Regions from separate parts of the Mus musculus genome. Here region 1 is linked to region 2. A link is a contact called in public Hi-C data. All regions are on one chromosome and are shown on one strand. Each heading gives the region's core, a stretch centred on a gene start, on an enhancer-like site or on the middle of the called end of the contact. The rest is flanking DNA. Distances are from core to core; before and after follow the strand shown.

Region 1 (6,047 bases), core at 1,893-4,392, 280 kb after region 2:
AGTATGTGTCCCTAACCACTGAGCAGTCTCTCCAGCCTTCTCCACTGTATTTTTTTTTTTTTTTTTTTGGACACAGGGTCACTAGGCTGACTAACTAGAAAGTTCCCTTACATTCTCTGTCTTTAACATTGGAGGGGGGTTGTTTGTTTTTTGTTTTTGTTTTTATTGGCTTCATGCTTGAGGGTGAACCCCTTATGAACTGGGTCATCTCTGAAGTCCCTTAAAGCTTTTATTGTCCCCAACTGACACCACACTGTCTTATTATGAACACTGTATATTGTATACCTATATTAGGAAGATTCTGTTGTGAGAAAAGTCTATATTTGTGTGTGTGTGTGTGCACGCGCACGCACACACACACGTGCACCCAGACGTGTGCATGCACACATGCTTCCACATGCACATACATACACCCATGCATACTTGCTTGAGAAAAAATAAGAAGGGGTGGCAAGAAAAGGAAGGAGGGAAAGAGGTATCATCTCATATAGGAAAAAAAATGGCTTCTACTGATGGCTACTGGACTCAGTTACATTGTCTCTAGGCAACAAGGAACCTCTCCATCCTTCCATGCTTCTGTGACCCAATAGTTGCCCCAGCCCAATTCCCTAAACTAAATCTCTCAGGCCTAGTCTAGATCACTGCCTGTCTTTAATCCAGCTACAGAGATATTGTATGGCTGGCCAGGCCTCGTGGAGCTCTTGAGAGTAAAGGGGAGATGGCTGCCTAAACAGGAGGGGGTCAGGCAAGTGACAAAGGATGCTTCTACCTGTCCGTACAAACTCGGAGATGGTGTCTCACCCCTAGGTTAAAGCAATAAATCATGATCTTATGAGCAGGTGCGTGTCTTGATGCCCCATGAGAAGGGAGAAGGAACGGGAGCAGGGAATGGGGAGGCAGAAGACGTCGTGGGCTCTCCTCAAGGTGCTCGGGGACTAGAGGACCATGACACTTTTGCAAAGGAGATGAGTCCTGAGGTTTTCGTGCAATTACCGGGCCCTGCTGTGTGCCAGGCAGTGTGTGGGAGCAGAGGACAGGCAAATGAGAAGACGCTATGGCCCTGTCCTTTGGGAGAGTTGGGTCTGGCAAGGGGAGCCCACAGAGACGGGTAAACAGGTCATTACGCATGCAGAACGATGAGCTCTCTGATATGACTCAGTTTCTGAATGAGGGGTCCTGACAAGACCGGCTGGGGGGGGGGGACAAGGAGAGCTGAGGCACACAAACAGGAACAGGAGGTCTGCAGCACACCCGCACCTGTCCCCATGGCCTCTCCATTCAGCCCCCCACTGCAGAGGGAGGGTGGGAGGGAGGGCGGTGGGGGATAGCTGCTGGGTATCTCCAGCCGCCTTGCTTCCCTCCTTGAATCATAAAAGATTAAAAAAAAAAAAAAAACTATACATGCTACAACAGTCAGTGAAGATGCATAGCACTTAACTATTTACTTGTTTATCTAAATCCTAAGTGTTTCCTTAGCAACCACTAAAAGAGTCTTGTTTACTGGAGTAACTTGCATGCTGGCTCTCTTCTCTGTCTCTGTGTCTCCTCCCGTTTGTCTCCAAGTAAGGGTCTCATGTAACCCAGACAGGCCTTGAACTTCCTACATATGCCAGGACGACTTTGAACCTCTGATCTTCCTGTTTCCACATGCAGAATGAACCATCATGCTGTGTTTGTGCTGTGCTTGGGATTGAACCCAGGGCTTTGTGCGTGCCAGGCAGGTGCTCTACCTACCGAGTCCCATACCATAACCAGTTCAGAAGTTTGAACTCCCCCACCCCGACCCCCAGAAATCGAAAAGGCAAAAGTGCCACCGGTGCTAATGACCAGGTCAGTGGAGATGGGGCTACTTGAAAAGAACAAGCAGGTATTCATGGAGACGGGAGGGGGCCAGATCTTGAGGATGCGTCTCTTTCTGAAAGAAAGCCTTTCCGCAAACCACCCTTCCCAGGGGAACTACAAATGAAGCCTGAATTTTGTTCTAGAAATTTCTCTTGTGAAATGCTAGGCCGGGCAACCAAATGAGAGTAGAAAATAGGGTAGGGTGAGCTGTGAGCCCTCAACATCGCTCTCACCCCATTGGCCCCTCCCTCTCATCCACCCCACCACCACACCCCTCAATTCCCAATTGACCCTTTTGGTTAGAACCTTTAGGATTAATTCTAACTAAGGTGTTAGCAGAAATCTGAGACACAAAATGTCCGAAACAGCGAGTCTTCTGGAGGAGACAGGTGATCCGCCACCAACCTTAGGTGACAGAATCCCAAGGAGAAGGGGCTTTGCTGTTCAGTCCTTTAAGCCCCCTAATGATGTCATGGGAAAGGTTTGATTCTGATGCTAATGGCCCTTTGCCACCTGCCTAACCTTTTCCTAATCCCTTTGCATCAAGAGGGGTTAGGTGTCCACATCTGGCTGGGAGCTGAGAGCAAGGTTGTTTTGATGGAAGTTGTTTTTGCCATAGCATCTGCTCTCACGCTCTGCTTTGCCTTGGACTCAGCGCACCTGAGACGCTGAAGCCGCTGTCCTCGGTCTCCCAGCTTCCTGTGAAGCGGGGGTGTTATAGAAACCAGTAATTTCATTTGTGGACTTAGAATTCATTTGTTTTTAAGTCGAGGGACATCTGTCTCTTTTTGCCCCAGGCCTTCATCTGTAAAATGGAGTATGGCTAGTGTCTAATCTGGCTTCTGTCTAGAAAGTCCTGACTCATTCCAAGGGGAGGGGGGCGTTGCTGAGAGGCCCACATCACAGGATCCTCTAGGTCCAACAGGGAGCGAGGTCTTGGCAGAGAGCTGTTACAAAATGACAGTACTCTGTAGCGTGTGACCAGGGTAGCAAACAGTAGGGGGCGCTACCGTTTTCACCCCACATCTAGAGAAGATGTCTTTAGGCCACAGGAGTGAGCCAGAAGTTGTGGAGTCTCATTCCGCTGCCAGGGACTGGGTCCCTAGTGCGACACAGAGAAGGCTAGGGTATTTATGCTTCATGTACATCTCTGATGGATGTTCCAGAGGGAGCTCAAAAAGTCACTGGTGCTCTGCTTAAGGTCCCCAACCTCCAGACAAGGTTCCCCTCTCCTGTTGGCCTTCACCTCAACCTTGGATGCTGGCAGGGAGCTCAGAGAATCAGCTCCAACAACAAGCAGCTTCCTGCTTCCGCATTTGAGGGTTTCCGCCAAATGTTTTTCCTCACCTGAGTTTCGATATGGCCTTTGGGGTCAGAGGTGGCTGCCAAGGTTACCCACCTCCCCATCCTCACTGGCAGGGAGTCGTGCCCAAGTTCATAGTGGATGAAAAGATAGGTTCCTAGATAGCCCCCTCTCTGCTAAAACTCTTAAAATGTTGTTTGTTTGTTTGTTTTTAACTTTCAGTTTTGTTTTGTTTTTTGTTTTTTTTGTCCCAGCCCAAAGGCATTAGCTTTTGATGGCTACGAGGCACCTGACATGCTGGAGACGGACAAAGCCACCTCTGAGCACGAACATTTGAAATTATTAAGTGTTCATTAAAGCACCCCCGGGCGCACAGTGCTCTTAGGGATGTTAGCGTCTCAATTTTCTATAATTTCCTTATTTTTCTCTTCTAGCTAAAGGCAGATGAAAAACGAACTCGGTGCATTTGAGTCTCTGAATCATAGTTAATGTGCGACGCCCCCTCCCTTAACTGCGCTGTTTCCCTCTGCCTCCTCCAGTCTCCTTCCCTATCAATTGGATAAACTTCTTAATCCGTTTAACCCCTACTCTGACTGCCACTCGGGAAATGCATGCAAAGACCCCCGACCAGCTCTCTCTACACCCTGACTCGCTTTGGGCAGGGGTCTGCGGGCTGGGAGCTGTAGAAAAATCGAGAAGACTGCAGCACTGCATCCCCGGCGCCGGCAGGAACTCGGGGGCAGCTGTCTGGCAGGTGGCTGCAGGCTGGGGTGCAGAGCAGACCCTACGCAGCCACCCACGACCCCCAGCCCCATCGCTAGGCTTCCGGGGGGACTAGGGAGCTGCGGCTGTGCATGGACTGTTCTGGAAAAACACCAAGCTCCAATCCCCCTCCCATCCGCCCTCCTGTGACTCTGGTCTTACATGAGCAGAGAGGGAACAACAGCTAAAAGCTGTTTTTCTCTTTCCCTTTCTTTTTATTTTTTTGACAACAACCTCACATAACCTCAAAAAGTTACCCATGAATTTACCAAAAACTTTTTATGAAACTACTTTAACCTCTGGTGGGGGTTAAAAACAAGCTCTGTGGATTTATTATCCGGGGGAAAAAAAAAAAAGCGAAGCATGACTCTGTATTTGCTGGAAAATCGTCTACCAAGCTTCAACGGCGCCCCCTACAGCTGCCTGCGAGGAATAGCCAGCGCCGACTGCAGCAGGAGCTGCAGGCTGCCCAGGACCTGGCAGGACCTGATCCCCGGCGGGTGATTGGACCCCCTCCACTGCACCCCGGGTCTGCTCCGAACCCGGACACCTTGCTGGGTCTTAGTTTATATTTTTTGAAGTTCAAATGGCTAAACCAGGAGCAGGCTAATCGCCAGCAGGGTTTGTACTGCCAGCCTCGGCTGGACCCCTGCAGAGCAGGCGAAGCTTACAGTCTGAGCACGCAGGCGACCCTTGCTTGTTTGTTCCTTTTTGCTGCTTTCACGTAAATGCCACCCAGATGTACTGAAGGAAGAATGATGACCCCCAGAGGAATAAGGACAGGAGTATAGGCAGGGGCCTCGTAGGAGGCTGAGACCCAGAGAAGCTGAGCATTGCAGAGAGCAGGGTGAGAGATGGGAAAAGAGAAGACCGGGGGATGGGGTGAGGGTCCCTGTGAGAAGGAACGTGGATATGGTCAGCAACCACCCTCCCAACTTCAAAACACCCCAGCTCTCCCTCAGAACCGTGTTTTTAGGAAGCACATGGAAGGAAAGAAAGAAAGAAAAAGAAAAAGAAAAAAAAAGCCGTTCAGAAAAACAAATGTAAATCAGAGACAGAGGAGCGGGCGCTGCAGCCTGCCCAGAAGAGGCAGTAGCATGCGGCACTCAGATTCTCTGGTCCCTCACACCTGAGTCCTGCTGCTAAGGACTGAGCTTTGCTTCAGAACTGAGAGAGAAAGAAAGAGGGAGGGAGGGAGGGAGGGAGGGAGGAAGGAAGGAAGGAAGGAAGGAAGGAAGGAAGGAAGGAAGGAAGGAAGGAAGGAAGGACAAAACCCAACAAAACAAAACAAAACAAAACAAAACAAAACAAAACAAAACAAATGCAAAAACCAAACTATCATCCGGGTAATCTTAGCTCCTATACAGGGAGAAAGCCAGCTCTGGTCTCTATGAGAAAAATCTAGAATTTGACAGTAAATAGATCTTCCAGTGTTTACATGATGGTAATTCAAACTCTCTCTCTCTCTCTCTCTCTCTCTCTCTCTCTCTCTGTCTCTGTCTCTGTCTCTCTCTCTCTGTCTCTCTCTCTCTCTGTCTCTCTCTCTGTCTCTCTCTCTCTCTCACACACACACACACACACACTACTGTCAGAGATCTTTATTAAGGGGGGGGGGGCTCACTGCCGTTTCTCTTTGTCATCTAACACCCACACATTCAGCATCTGGCTTAGGAGAGCCAAATGCCAAACGCAGTTTGTCTGTATCCTCTTTTGGGACTCACCGGTTGGATTTGAGGGGAAAATTCCTTTTCTTTCTCCCTTCTGGTCCTGGAGACTATAGGAAGACAGCTGCTTCTCCACACCCCCAACTCCCTAGAAGTCCCGTGGGGAATGTGGTGGCACTTGGGGGAGGTGGGCTTTCTATTCTTATCCCAGAAAGGTCTGTACCCGTCCCCTCCTGATAGGTATGTGTCCTTTCTTCCCAGCTTCTCACTGAACCGGGTCCATTTCGAGTTTGTCACTTGCATCCAAAGTTACATTTGTGATTTGGGGGCATCTTTCCCAAGATGGAATTTCTGGGTATCCCGTATCTCCCAAACCCCCTTGCCCTGACCCAGCCTAGGCTTCTTCCTGCCCTTCTGACGGTAGAGCCTGGTGTTCTGATGCCTCTAGTGGTGGACTCCAGTATAGCACCCTGTTG
Region 2 (5,764 bases), core at 1,764-4,263:
TAGTGTTTTCATGGGTGTGGGCTCCACAGATGATTTTACTGGGACTTTGTGTAGTGATAGAGAGCTTCCCCGACACATGTTCAATTATATTCGTCATATATATATATACACACACACACACACACACACACACACACACACACACATATATATATATACAGACACACATATATATACACATATATATATGAATGATATTCGATTGATTTATTTTATATATATGAGTGTTTTGCCTGCATGTATATATGTGCATTATGTGTAGGTCTTGTAAGAGTGTGTGGTGCAGAAAATGAAGCCAGGTCCTCACAGAGGTGAGAAGAAGGTGTTGGATCCCTTAGAACCGGAGTTATAGATGGCTAAGAGGCACACGTTGAAGATGCCTGGATTCAAACTTCAATTCTTTGCAAAAACAAGTGCTTTTAACTCCTGAGCCTTCTCTCCAGGCCCTACTTTTAATTCTTAAAAATGTATTTAAATGGGCTGGTGAGATGGCTCAGTGGGTAAAAGCACCCGACTGCTCTTCCAAAGGTCAGGAGTTCAAATCCCAGCAACCACATGGTGGCTCACAACCATCCGTAATGAGATCTGACTCCCTCTTCTGGAGTGTCTGAGGACAGCTACGATGTACTTGCATATAATAAATAAATAAATAAATAAATAAATAAATAAATCTAAAAAAATGTATTTAAATTTTGTTTATTTCTGTGTGTATGGGTGAGTGTGCGTGTGTGCGTGTGTGTATGTATGTATGTATGTATGTGCATGTGTTAGTGTGATTAATGTCAAGTGTTATTAAAGGCCCTCAACTTTTCTACCTTTATGTTTACAGACAGAGTCTCTCACCAAATCTCATCAATTCTTCGAGTATAGCTTGCTAATGAGCTACAGGTTCCCTCCCATCTCTGCCCGCCCCCACCCCGTGGCAGGAGTCAGAGGTGCATGCTGCCTGCCTGCCCAGCTTTCTCTGTGGGTGCTGCAGATCTGAACATAGCTCCTCATGCTTGCACCGCAGGCAATTTACCGACTGAGCGATCCACCAAGCCCTGTGTCTAAACCTTCAGTGATGTGGGACGAGTATAAAAAGCTTAAACTGACTTGTCATTCAAACAATATCAGTGAAGCCAAGGCATCTTTGCCGCAATATAGGTTCTGCTGATGAGCAGGGATCTGCCTTTCTAATTTGCCTGGGGCTATTAAGAAACATTTTAAGTATACAGTAAAATCTAATTTCCAAACACTTATTATAATAGCTAGTGAAAGAGAGCCCTTCTGCTTTAGAGAAACTTCAGTCTTCTCTCTGAGCGCAAAACATCTCAATAAAACTTCCGAACTTTAACAAGCCCTCCATATCTGTGTGATATGGCAAGTTGAGGTGTTTTACCTGATCTGGACAGAACACCATGGTACTGATTGAAGTCCACAAGCGTAAACCCAGCGTTAATAGTGCTGGCTCAACACACACTTGAATGGTTCAGATACTTTCCCGAAAATAACTACTGGTAAATGATACAAGTTTCCTTAGGCTTAAGGTCCTTGCATTTCTGAAGACGGCATGTGCTTCTCAGCTAAGCCTGTTCAGCTGTCACTCATCCTAGGAGTGTCCACTTCCAAGTGATTAATCTTCCTCTCAGCCCCCCTCTTGTCTTCCTCTTCATTTTGAACCAGAGTCTTTACTGAGCTGTTCAGGTTTGTAAGAAACGATTGATGCGAGCAGTTCTCAGCCCTTAGCTTTTCCAACAGCAGCAGACCAGGTCTTCACGTCTATGTGCAGTACCGGGAAATGGCGCCTGGCTCCCACATGTCAGGCAAGTCTTTCACCAATGGAGCCCCAACCCCGGCCCCTCTTCAGCTTCTTTAAAAATACCCTCACCTGTTGTTGTTCCATGCAAACTATTCATGGAGGCAAATTCTTCAGCCTGTACTCCACAGTCAGCACGGAGCTCCCAGAGAACAGCTGAACATCAAAGTAGGCCTCGTTTTTAAAGGACGAGTCACCATTCTCCATGTGTGCCAATATTTTCAAACAAGTCCGTCTCCCCCCCCCCCCAACCCTGGATACATTTATTTGGCTGTTTCAATTTTTCCATGAACTCAAATATATCAACAGCCTTCCTAATTGGCTGGCAAATAGATGCTTGCAAACTCATTCTCATAGGGGGGCTTTGTCATTTTTGTGTGTTTCTTTATGGTGTGCATTACCATGTGATGTGATGTGATGTGATGTGATGTGATGTGATGTGCGTGTGTGTGTGTCTGTGTGTGTGGTATGCATAGGCATATATACTGTGCATGGTATGCATATGTGTGGGGTGTACATGTGTGTATGCCTGATGTGAGTGTGTGCATGTGTGTGTGTGCATGTTTGTGTGTGCATGTGTGTGTGTGTGTGTGCATGTGTGGTGTGTATGTGTGGTGTGCATGTGTGTGTGCATATGTGGTGTGCATGTGTGTGGTGTGCATGTGTGTGCACACTGAATCTGGTGCTTGCTGTTTCTGAGTCTGGCTGACCTATGACTCCCCCCCACCCCCCGCACCTCTCGGCCCCTGATCTGCCTGTCTTTGCTCTACCCCAGTGCTAGTGTTACAAGCATGTGCTGCCACACCCAGGTCTTACTGAGTTCTGGGGACTTGAACCCAAGTCCACATACTTGAGCTATTAGCGCTTTACTCATCGCACTGTGTTCCCAGCCCTCGTTTTGATTTTTTTGTGATGAAATCTCACAGCGATGTGATCTGCAGTGCTAATGTCTCCAGTCTCCACTTGTTTAGCTATGACGTCATTGCAGAAGAAGCACCACATATCTCCATGCAATCCCATAGTAATACAAGCCATACTGGTTACACTCTACAAGCACAAGAAAGACTACTTTGGTCTTTTCTTGATGTAGCATGAAGGATACCTGCTCATCTTTTTTAAATGCCGTTGGCTCCTGGTAACTGCAATAGTCCCAGTGGTGATTCCTATGAGTATAAAAGCAAATCAGCCAAAATACCAGCATGGGCTGGGGCATTATAAAGTCCCATCCCTATCAGATGAGCCACTGGCAATTTATCGTTGCTGGGACAGTCAGCTTTCGTCAGGAATGTGGGCCTGAGATGCTCCCTGTGCTCCAGGAGGTGCTCCATACCATGCATACACAGCACCACAGGGACTCAGTGAGAAATTCAGTGTATGGGGTATGTGAAGCCTGGAGGCGAGAGCTGGCGCAGGGGAAGAATTGAAGGTGAGAGTGGGAAAGGAGACTGGATCCACGCACATTATATGTGTGTATGTATAGTAAAGAAAACATTTAATAGAAAACCCTCTCCAGTGGAAGGCAAGTAGACGTCAGACAACTGAAAACTGAACCCTCCCAGACTTACTCTCCAAGTGAGTCTGTGTGGACTATGGTGGACCCACCTTCTAGATTTCACATTTAAGAGAAAGCCTACAGCGTTTGTCTTTCTGAATCCAGCTTAATCCACTCACATGGTGACCTTGAGTTCCACACTTTTTCCGGCCACTAGCACGGTTCATTCTTCAGAGCCATGGTTGAAGAAGAAAGTCCTTGACAAGATGGAACAGCTGAGGGCTAGAGACATGCTTTGGCATAAGATCAAGAAAAGAATCCAAAGATGTTAGGACACAAGAACAGCCAACAGGAGCTGCCCTGTGGCTCTCACTCATTCCACTACCCCACCTTGCTATGTCTCCAAGACAGCCTGGGGTTGTCTGTCCTTTTGCCTTGAGGACTAGGTTGGCAGGAAGATGGTGTGTTATGGAGTGGGCTCTGACAGGGACGCCGGAGACCACATCCCTGACCTCAATGGAGATGAACACAGTGGGTAACTTGGCCAAGGAGGCCCTCATCATGTGCCAGAAGCAAAGTAGACTTACTTATCATGATTGGCAGCAAGGCAGGCAAGCTTATTTGGTTTCACAAAGTGGTACAATGCCCAGAGAGCTTTCACCATGGTTAATTAATTAGAGAGTTCCCAGGAATTAAAACCATGGGTGGCCCATCTAGTCTCTGACCATAAAATAAAGTCCAGATCAACGGAAATGAGGCTTGGATTGAGGAAATCAAAACCCAAGGAAGCCAGGACCTATTGTTTAATCCCTTGTGATGGGTTCCTTCAGTGTCTCTTCAGTGTCAGTGGGTGTCAGGGAGTCTTGACATCCACGTGAAGATAAAGGGAAACAGCAGTGTGTGTGCGTGTCTCTATGTGTGTCTCCGTGCTCAGGAACATGTATATCTATGTGTGTGTATGCACTCATGTCTGTGTGTGTGCGTGTGCATGTGCATGTCTGTATCTGTGTGTCTGCATGCTCAGGAGTGTGTATGTGTGTGTGCGTGCATGCATGTCTGTCTGTGTGCATGTGTGTGTATGTGTGTGTGCATGTGCATGCATGTCTGTCTGTGTACATGTGTGTGCATGTGTGTGTGTGCATGTGCATGTGTGTGTGCATGTCTCTATGTGTGTCTGCGTGCTCAGGAGCATGTATGGGTATCTATGTGTGTATGCATTCATGTTTGTCTGTGTGCGTGTGCATATGTGTGTGTGTGTGTGTGTGTGTAGGTCAGAGGACAAACTTGAATGTTGGACTTTATCTCCCACCTTGTTTGAAGCGATGTTTCTCTTGCTCATTGCTGTTAGCCTATATTCTCCTATAGCTGCCTCTCATCTCCCTGTAGGCCTGCTAGACTGCACAGGTTCTGAACATCTGAGCTCAGGTGCTCATGCTTGCATGTTGAGCATCTTAACCACTGAGCCCTCTGCCCAGCCCAGGCCCTGGTTCTTCTTCCTCGGATTTCTCCAAAGAGAAACATGCTCAGGGAAATGGGCATGCTCTGGCCTTAGGTCTACTGAGTCCTAGGCCCAAGTTACTACAGCTGTCAGAATCTGAGGAGTCCTGGCGTCACCATATTCTGCCATTGAGAGAGTTCACTGCTCGGCTAAGGTATGGAGTAGGTAGGCCTACTGTAGTCACTGCTAAGAAGAGCCTGGAATTCCCCTGATCCCTCCACCTCATAAATAGCATACAAAATAAATATGGCATCTCTGAGGAAAATATGGATTGTGAACATCAATGAGTTGGAATGATTATGCTTGGTGGTTGTCAGGACATCCTACTGATTCTGCAGGTCTACACACAACACAGCACTGCTCACTGCTCAACCCACAACACAGCACTGCTCACTGCTCAGCCTGCAACACCCCAGGACACTCATGGCTCAGCCCTTAATCCCCGACTCTACCCACCCTTCAGTCATTACACAGGGTGACTGGAGTTCAGCATAAGCTGAGTGTAGAAGTTTCTCCTATCATGGATTCCATCCAGACTTCTGTATTCTACTTCCTGGAGAGAATTAGCAGCACGCCTGGAAACTGGTAAGTGTGTGTATCTGAGTGTGTGTGTGTGTGTGTGTGTGTGTGTGTGTGTGTGCATTTGTGTGAAGACCAGAAGTCAATCTCAAGTCTCACTCCTCTGGAGCTACCCATTTTGCCTTTTCAAGGTTTCTCACTGGTCTTGAACTCATGCAGGAGGCGGGGCTGCCTAGCCAGGGAGCCCTAGAGCCCCCCCTGTCTCCTGTTCCCCAGAGCTGAGATTCCAAGTATGTGCCATCAGGCCGGCCTTCTCATAAGCTGGGGAAGTGCTCCAGCTTGAGTGGCAAGTGTTTTCTGGCTGGGGCCTGTTCACAGCTCTGGCGTGCTTCTTTGATTGACATTCTCAACAGAAAAAGGATGCTCAAAGATGTGCTTCTGTTCTGTTCCCAAGTTT

The links. A called contact is a pair of places that touch in the nucleus more often than the background predicts.
Region 1: a Hi-C map of muscle stem cells shows a contact between it and region 2, with 1.8 times the contacts expected there. The contact joins two enhancer-like sites. A contact is called at or near these places in 1 of 15 datasets of contacts at CTCF or cohesin (large pre-B cells), 8 of 484 Hi-C or Micro-C datasets (the G1E-ER4 cell line, the HPC-7 cell line, bone marrow-derived macrophages and 5 more), 2 of 115 datasets of contacts at active chromatin or transcription factors (embryonic midbrain and embryonic stem cells) and 1 of 9 other capture datasets (embryonic stem cells).

What each region holds. Positions count from the first base shown.
Region 1 is chr2:174,669,844-174,675,890 of GRCm38.p6, forward strand. The region is part of intron 3 of Zfp831 (zinc finger protein 831); the gene reads left to right. Among named protein-coding and RNA genes, the nearest start is that of Zfp831, 29 kb to the left of the region's middle. Within about 2 kb of position 3,143, at least 68 of the 459 cell types and tissues checked have an H3K27ac peak or open chromatin away from gene starts, as enhancers often do. A contact at or near this core is called in muscle stem cells, where this site is marked.
Region 2 is chr2:174,394,973-174,400,736 of GRCm38.p6, forward strand. No RefSeq gene overlaps it. Among named protein-coding and RNA genes, the nearest start is that of Nelfcd, 18 kb to the right of the region's middle. Within about 2 kb of position 3,014, at least 4 of the 459 cell types and tissues checked have an H3K27ac peak or open chromatin away from gene starts, as enhancers often do. A contact at or near this core is called in muscle stem cells, where this site is marked.